Linked DNA regions of Mus musculus: region 1 is linked to region 2. The links are chromatin contacts, called in public HiChIP or PLAC-seq maps. All regions are on one chromosome and are shown on one strand. Each heading gives the region's core, a stretch centred on a gene start, on an enhancer-like site or on the middle of the called end of the contact. The rest is flanking DNA. Distances are from core to core; before and after follow the strand shown.

Evidence for each region. HiChIP or PLAC-seq counts read pairs in DNA pulled down with a chosen protein or histone mark.
Region 1: an H3K27ac HiChIP or PLAC-seq map of heart atrium shows a contact between it and region 2, with 5 read pairs. The contact joins two enhancer-like sites. A contact is called at or near these places in 3 of 484 Hi-C or Micro-C datasets (bone marrow-derived macrophages, liver and nephron progenitors), 9 of 115 datasets of contacts at active chromatin or transcription factors (embryonic stem cells, fetal liver, fibro-adipogenic progenitors and 2 more) and 3 of 9 other capture datasets (adipose tissue, liver and pancreatic islet).

Annotation. Positions count from the first base shown.
Region 1 is chr10:42,249,928-42,253,861 of GRCm38.p6, reverse strand. The region is part of intron 2 of Foxo3 (forkhead box O3); the gene reads left to right. The region is part of intron 1 of Gm38485 (a long non-coding RNA gene); the gene reads left to right. Among named protein-coding and RNA genes, the nearest start is that of Gm38485, 23 kb to the left of the region's middle. Within about 2 kb of position 2,406, at least 124 of the 459 cell types and tissues checked have an H3K27ac peak or open chromatin away from gene starts, as enhancers often do. A contact at or near this core is called in heart atrium, where this site is marked.
Region 2 is chr10:41,996,615-42,000,274 of GRCm38.p6, reverse strand. The region is part of intron 4 of Armc2 (armadillo repeat containing 2); the gene reads left to right. Among named protein-coding and RNA genes, the nearest start is that of 1700016J18Rik, 20 kb to the left of the region's middle. Within about 2 kb of position 2,189, at least 30 of the 459 cell types and tissues checked have an H3K27ac peak or open chromatin away from gene starts, as enhancers often do. A contact at or near this core is called in heart atrium, where this site is marked.

The DNA of each region.
Region 1 (3,934 bases), core at 1,157-3,656, 250 kb before region 2:
AGTCTTAGCTGGGAAGCAGTATGGGTCAGGGAGGAGCCTGCTAATGGGTGGGCAGACAGGAACTAGGAGAGTTGGGGAGAAGACTAATGCTTGCTGAGGGGGAAGCTGGGGTGACTGGGGTGTGGTGGCACTCAGCACCGGCACCGGCACTCAGTAGGGCCACAGTAGGTGACAAGACCATGATGTAGGAGGCATCCAGAAAATGGCCCAGGAGCTGGTGTGGGTTCGATTCATTTCTTGATATTGAGCACTATCCTTTCAATAACCCTGGAACCCAGTAGTTAACTTTTTCTCCGGCAGTTCTTTTTATTATTAATTAAACTGATACATTCCAAATCCTTCTCCCCTCTCCCAGTCCCCCCTCACAGAGTTCTTATCCACATACTTCCTCCCCTTTCCCTCTGAGAGGGTGCCCCCCCCACTCCCTGACCCCCACATTCCCCTCCCTGAGGCATGGAGTCTCTACAGGATTAGGCACATCTTCTCCCACTGAGGCCAGACAAGACAGTCCTGCTACATCTGTGCCAGAGGCCTCAGACGGTCCGTGTATGCTCTTTGGTTGAATAGTGAAGAAAGTGAGGCCGGGAGCTGGGTCTTGTCTGTGCTTGAATTGGTTGGTGTTTGGTGGGTCCTTGGCCAGACACCCCTGGCTTGTAAGTGGTATTTGACTATAGGTCCAGTGTCTACCCTGCACTCCATGATCTTCCTGCTTATATAGGGCAGGAAGGGACTCTAGATGGCAGGAGGGTCTGGGCAAGAGGGGTCCCAGGCTGCTCACGGAGGGAAGTCAGATATAGGGCTAGGTGAGCGTGGTATCAGGTAGCATTTCCTCTGGATAGCTGTCCTTCCTAATATCTAATATCTGCTGTTTACAGTGAGGCAGAGGAGTATCTCATAATTTAAGATTTTTAAGCTACATTAACAGAGAGAAAGGCCCTAAATTCTACCAGTCTGCTCATCCATTGCATTGCCACGACCCCATTTAATAATGCATTGTGTTGTTTTTAAACTGATAAATTCAATAAAGGCAAATAGAATATGTCCTTTAAAGCAAGTTATTTTAAATTATTAATACTCATTTTATAGCCTATGTGGTGGCTCATGTCTCTTACCCAGCACTCAGGGGATTGAGGCAGAAGTTTTCTGAGTTCTAAGTCAGCTTAGGCTACATAAGTCAATTTCCAGTCAGTCTGGGCTATAGGGTGAGACTTGATTTCAAAGAAAGAAAAAAATTCATTTTGTGAATTTCTCAGCGCTTGGCTTGTTCCTTTTGCTAGTTTGTTGATTGGATTGCGTTGACTGGATTGGTTTTTTTTTTTTTCCCATTAAATTATATTAAAAAAATTAAGATTTAAAAAAAGATAAATTGAGGTTGTTGAACAGTTAACTATCTTTAATGAGCTGCTACATTTTATAATTTTTAACGAATGGGTTATTTTACTATTCCAGACATTCAGTTGTGTGTGGATAGCTTTACAGGCGTGCATTTGTTATATAAAACCACACATGTGCCAATGTGTAGACATGCCTTCTTCCCTCTCTCTCGTCAGTTCTGCTGCTTTTACAGTCCCCAGTTTTAAGAAAGAAAAAGCAGGGGCTAAGATGGAGCTTCAACTGTAAAAAGGGCCACAGAGCACACTGCTGCAGTGCCCTGCTGACCAGGAACAGTAGGCTGTACGTTCACCAAAGTAGCTTGGCTCGGCCTTGCCTTGACACCAGGGCCTCAGGGTCAGGGTGTGTGTGTGTGTGTGTGTGTGTGTGTGTGTGTGTGGCTTAGCGGGGGGGCCTTCTGGTGTGCTGGGGGAGGAAGGTAAACAGACTGGCTACCCCCCTGCTCACTGTCGTGTCTCCTGACTTAGATGTAGAGAAGAATAAAGGAGAGCTTAATGCTTTTGCTGGACTGCGATGAAGGTGCCTCACTCGGTCCCTGAATGTTTATAATGTGACCAGATTGCTGTGGGCTTTACAGCAGCATGTGTGCAATGCATGTTCTTCAAGGACTTTCCTCTGAGCCTTTCCTTGGGTCTGCTTTGAGTTTGAGAGGGTAGGAGGGGTTCACCATAAATCTGATCTGAGGAGAAATGGATGGCTTTCGGGAGTCCACTGTGGCCTGGTCCACAAGAAGCTCTTTCCTCTGATCCCGTTTTATTTCAGAAAAGGATTGGTTTATTTTTTGTTTGTTTGTTTGTTTGTTTTGTTTTGTTTTGTTTTTAAGCCAGCTAAATGGCAGAGAGAAATATAGGCTGTACTTTTTGTAATTTTTCTTGGTCACAGGCAGCCCACAGTTAAGAGCCTGGTGATGTAAGCTCGCAATCCAGGGGTTCTGGAGTCTCTGCCAGGCCAGGCTCTGGCTGCCCCGGGCTCCGCAGACACAGGCATGACCTGGATCTTTGTTTACTTCCTTTCCAAGTGCTGGGGACATTCAGTTCTAAGAAGGACTGTGTGCTTGCACAAACACTCCTGCCAGCCTCTCAGGCCTTGGTTCCCGCCTGTCTTGGAAAGCGCACCGTCCCTCAGGCAGGCCTTTACTCTTAGAGTGCACTCTGCAGGATTCTAGTCCAGGCTTGCAAGCTTCTCTCTGCCTCTGGTCTAGGCTGGAACCTCAGCTGCAGCTGCCATTACATCAGGCAGGGCTTGCTGCTCCGTAGTGTGGGCTTTTGGAAAGCAGGGCTTTCCCTATGCGCAGTGTTGACTTCCCCGGGTCTGAGGCAGAGCCTCCCTGTTGCTGGTGCGAGTGAGTTTCCAAATGATTCTTTTGTAGTTTCATGATTAAAACAAAAGCATTGGCTGTTGTCAGGATAATACTGCAAAAGCAAGCAGGAGTTTTTGTTTTGTTTTGTTTTGTTTTTTTAACCTTTCATCCTCTGTTGTGTTACTGGCATTATGAGTTTCATACTTCATCATGTTCCGTATGGTACTGTAAGCCTTAACTATTAGTGTGCATACAGCATGGGCACATAGGTACATAAAGTTACTACGAAGACAGGGATTCACTATCAGGATTTAATTTAAATTCTCTTTAGAGGAATAATAATCACACTTGGGGAAAGAAAAGAAATGCATTTATTTAGAGGATGCAGCAACCAGGAGTCATGAATGAGGAATTGAGACATACTTTGTCGGATGTGTTGCTCACAGAATCTGTTTTGGATCAGAAACCCTCCAACTTTTCCCCGTTTGGTATTGGAACTTGTGGCTCATTTATGAGTGTGGCGTTGCAGTGTTCACACTGCTGGGAACCTTGGAACTCGTTCTAGCTCAGCCTTCCGTTTGGACAGAGAAGCTGCAGTGGGCTCAAGAATGGCGGGATGCCTTGGGAGCAGAGTGGTCGGGATCAGAAGATACCACAACCCCCCCCCCCCCCCTTAACCGTTAGAAGGAAGGCTGGCTTGCTGTGCTTGGGGCTGTGGGCGTTGGGAATGAAGATGGAGCCTGGAGTACTAGATTGTGTTATTTACAAACCTCAGTGGAGCTGGGGCTCATGTTTACAGCTGTTAGGGCTCTTTCAAATGAAATTTATTATTTTAGTATTGTTGAAATAATTATAAATAAAATAGCACTGATCATAAAGAATGTTTGGAGGAGAAAAGGAAGAGTGACATTAAGTTAAAGGTGGTCCGTTTCCCTTTGAGTGCCAGTGTAGACAGGCAGCCATCCTAAAACATAAGTGTCATGTGAGGCTTGTGGCTTATCTTTCTCCACTGGAGATCTCTGAGGTCTTGCATGATATGGCAGTTAAACAATCTTTACATGGCTGTTCATTTTCTTTGCTAAACAGGACTTCTCAGGGCAGTTCTGACTCAAGAGAAATTCCATTATATCCTTCTGATGGCAGGCAATATAGAAGCCAGTGTGAAATCCCGAATCCAGGGGAGCCAGGCAGAGTGGGAGGGCCAGAGCCCACGAAACTGAAGTCCCGAGTTCACTCTGGTCA
Region 2 (3,660 bases), core at 940-3,439:
CAAAAGCTTTTTTTTAAATGTAATTTTTTCTGGTCCTGGATAGTTCTTACATGAACTTAGACTATGTTAATATTGGCCAAACATTAGCTAAGAAAATTGTTTACATATTTCTTTCCAGTTATTTATAAAGAATATCTAGGTACCACTTGAAAAAAAAAACGCATTGCTTGGTAAAAAAGGAGTATTAGGCTAAGTGTTTTCAAATGGGTGGCTCGCATATATCCAAAAGAAGTAATTTTTAGGATCGATTTTTAAAAGTTGTTAATTTCATCAGAACTCAATGAGAACTGGGCCACTCAGTGGGTGGTGGCACCTCCCACCAGCCCTGACAACCTGGGTCTGATCTCTGGAACCCAAGAGATGACAGGAGAGCACTGACTCCTGAAAGCTGTCCTCTGGCCTCCATACCTGTGCCATGGCACACATAACAATAAACAAAAGTATTAAAAAATATTTTTAAAAAGTAACGAGAATCCTGAGTCTCATCATATGCACCAACCCAGCTTCAACAGCTATCTGCTCTGCGAATGTGCGAGCACGCGTCTGACGGGACACTCACTCCTGCTGTGAGTACTGACCGTGTGCCTGGGCCCACAAGTGGAGGCAAAGAGTCACCGTGTAAGGAGCATAGCAGGTGGATCAGTGATACCCAGGCCCATGTAGGCTCCCAGGTGCAGGGACAGGAGGATTGATTGGGGGCATGGCAGGAAGTTTAGTGGATGACACTAACGTTGAAGGAAGTGGAACACAAGCAACGGGCCCCTCAGCATCAACAGCGTGCAGGATAAGTCCTGTGTCTGAAGTCTTCAGTTGTTGCATGGGTTGGTGTTCTACTGCAAACTGGTTTCTCACTCTTTGTGGTCAACAGTGTGGGAAGCTTTCGTGGGAAGTTGACTGCACTGGGCCTTCCTCATTACGGATGGATGAGGCAGGGCTGGCCCATCGTGACCCCGGTGGTCTACAGCATCCACCTGGGCTGCATACCTCCATCTGAGCATCCTGCTTGCTTGGCTCGCAGACCTTTATCTTAGATTACCCCCAACATTCAGAAGGCAGCAGGACCTCACAGAAGGAATTTTTCTTCTTGTGGGAAATCAGGTGTGGTGGTCCTAGGTCTCCTTCCATAGCAAAGCCGCTGGAGCTCAGTGGTGTGCACACAGCCTGGGGTAGGATCAGCAGGCCACACGTACCCAACTCACTTCAGGTAGTTAGTTCCCCACTGGGTCATGGTTATAGAGGAAGAGGCAAAGCCATACCATAATGCTATAACCAAATATATCACGTATCAGACAGTTTGGTGTCCTCTTCTGTCTCTGTTCCAATACAGTCTCTGTCTGAGTCTGTTATTTGTTGAGCTCCTGACTTAGTGTAGGGTACCATTCTAGACCAGCACAGTCCTGACCTCAGAGCATCTTCAGTTAGGGATGATAGAGAAGTGGTGTCGGAACAAATACGTGAGACTAAAGGGTTCTCACGGGCTGTGAAGAAGATAAAGTAGATAACAGGGTGTCGAGTGACCATAATTTCCATTAGATCTGGGAGCCTTGAAGAGGTGACATATGAGTTGATGTGTTCCTTAGTGAGACGGAGGCAGCCATGGACAGCCTGTGGACACAGTGTCTACGTCAAAGCTCAGGCAGGCTGAAAGGCCCGTCCTGTGAGTGAACTCAGCGGCAGCAGATGCTAGCCATTGAAGGGGTCAGGAGAGCTAAGGCTGGAGGGCCGTGCAGGTCCTAGGAACACAGACAGGGGGCCTGCCTTGATTCTGCCTATTATGCGGGTCAGAACAACAATCAAGGCAGAGACAACCTGGCTTGTGGTTTCAGTTGAAGAGCAGATTTCAGTTGTAGCTACACCAGAACATTACCTTGGGGACTTTAGTCTAAAGTATAGAAATGGTCCCCAGGATGATCTTCCTAGGGAATCTTTCCATCATTCTACCTCAGGCCTGTCAGACCAATAGGGATTGGAAACAATAAAAGGAAATTACTTGCCAAGATGAGAAGGGAGAAAGGAGCCCGAGGTCTCTTACAAATGAACTTGCCTACGCCTGAGCTCATTGAGGCAATGGCTTGCTCACTTGTTCCTGTGGATGTGAAGGTGGCCAGGGAGAGAAACCTTCCCACTGTCCTTGTCCTCGGTGCTTTCCCCCTCCCTGCCCAACATCCTGGCCTTGGCTTGAAGGTCACAGTACTTCCAGTCCCTGGCTGGAAGCCAGTGCCTCCCAAAGCACTGGGGCAGGCCTTCATTCCAGCCCTTTACCCACTTGGCTTGGCAGGGGCCCATATCTCTGACTTCTGTGTCTACTCTCAGGAAATAATGACAGTAAGAAGCCATTGTCATTTTAAAAGCACACATCAATTAAAAGAATACTGGAACTGCCCCACCCTGAAGTCCCTGTCATTTATAGAGCTTTGTTCTCCATTGTCTAGAAAAGATGCTGTGTGGGTCATTGAGGCCCCAAAGCCATCTGAGCCTGGACACCTAGGCTGTGCCCTTCCCAGGGTGTGAAGTCATTTGTAGCTGACACCCATGGGTGGGTGGGGCTTGGGTGTGGTGGCAGATTTGGAATTCTTGGGCTGTGAATGGCTCTGTGGTGATCTTCCTAGGCTCAGACAGCTCCAACACTTAGTGTTCAGGGCAGGTTTGAACCTATAGCTGACAGCTCCCCAGTTATACAAACCGGAGGCCTCTGCGCAGCGCCGCTGTATCCCAGTCCCTGCCACATTTTCCATCACAAGCCCTCTGATGCTTCATAAAGATGGACTCCTAAAGCCTTTAGTGCATCTTGCCTCATCTCTGCCTTGCTCCCTTTAGATTTGTTCTCAGCCCTTTAGTGGGTTGAAGAGTTTCAACACAAGACCTTGGGAACTGTCAACAGTCTGGTGATGCCCAGCTCCCAGACACTAGTGCTGCGAGTAGGTACCCTACCCCCTAAATCAGAGGACCATGAGGAACTTTCATAGTCCGTGTCCCATAAAGCTTTAAGCGGTCCTGAAGGAAGACACATTAGATAGCATCCTCACCCCATGGTCAAAATCCTTCAGAGGACCTTTGCGCCTCCCAGAGTGATGGCCACACTGAGTTCTAGAAAGTTCCAGACGATGCTGCTGGCAGGATGTTCATAGCTGCTCTTTGGAAGTGGGTTTAGAGTTCAGGCAGGTCAGGGAGGCACTGCTCGTTGCTGGCCCTGGAGGCCTGTGCTCAGGATCATGCTAGAAAGCTATGGACAAGGCCAGGACAGCTCAGGATCGTGCTAGAAAGCTATGGACAAGGCCAGGACAGAAAGATGCCCAGGGTTCATTCAGTCCCAGTTCCCAACTTGCCCTGGCTGTGGAATCTCTCAGGAAACCAAGTGGTCTGTTCTAAAAGGCAGGACCTCCTCTGTAAAGGTCTGGACAGAAAATATTTTAGGCCCAGTGGTCCATTCCATCTCTAATATATTCAGCCCTGCCATTGGAGTGTGGGAGTAACCATTGCTGATTTATGGCTCCTGAAATTTGAACTTCGTGTGATTTTCATTTGCCCTAATGTATTATTGTTCACTTTATTTTCTTTTCTCCATGCCCACCCCATCCCAGCCACTCAAAACTATGAAAGGCCATCTTTATTTTGCAGGTTATTATAAGACACAAAGCAGAGTAGATCTCCTGTCTTCTG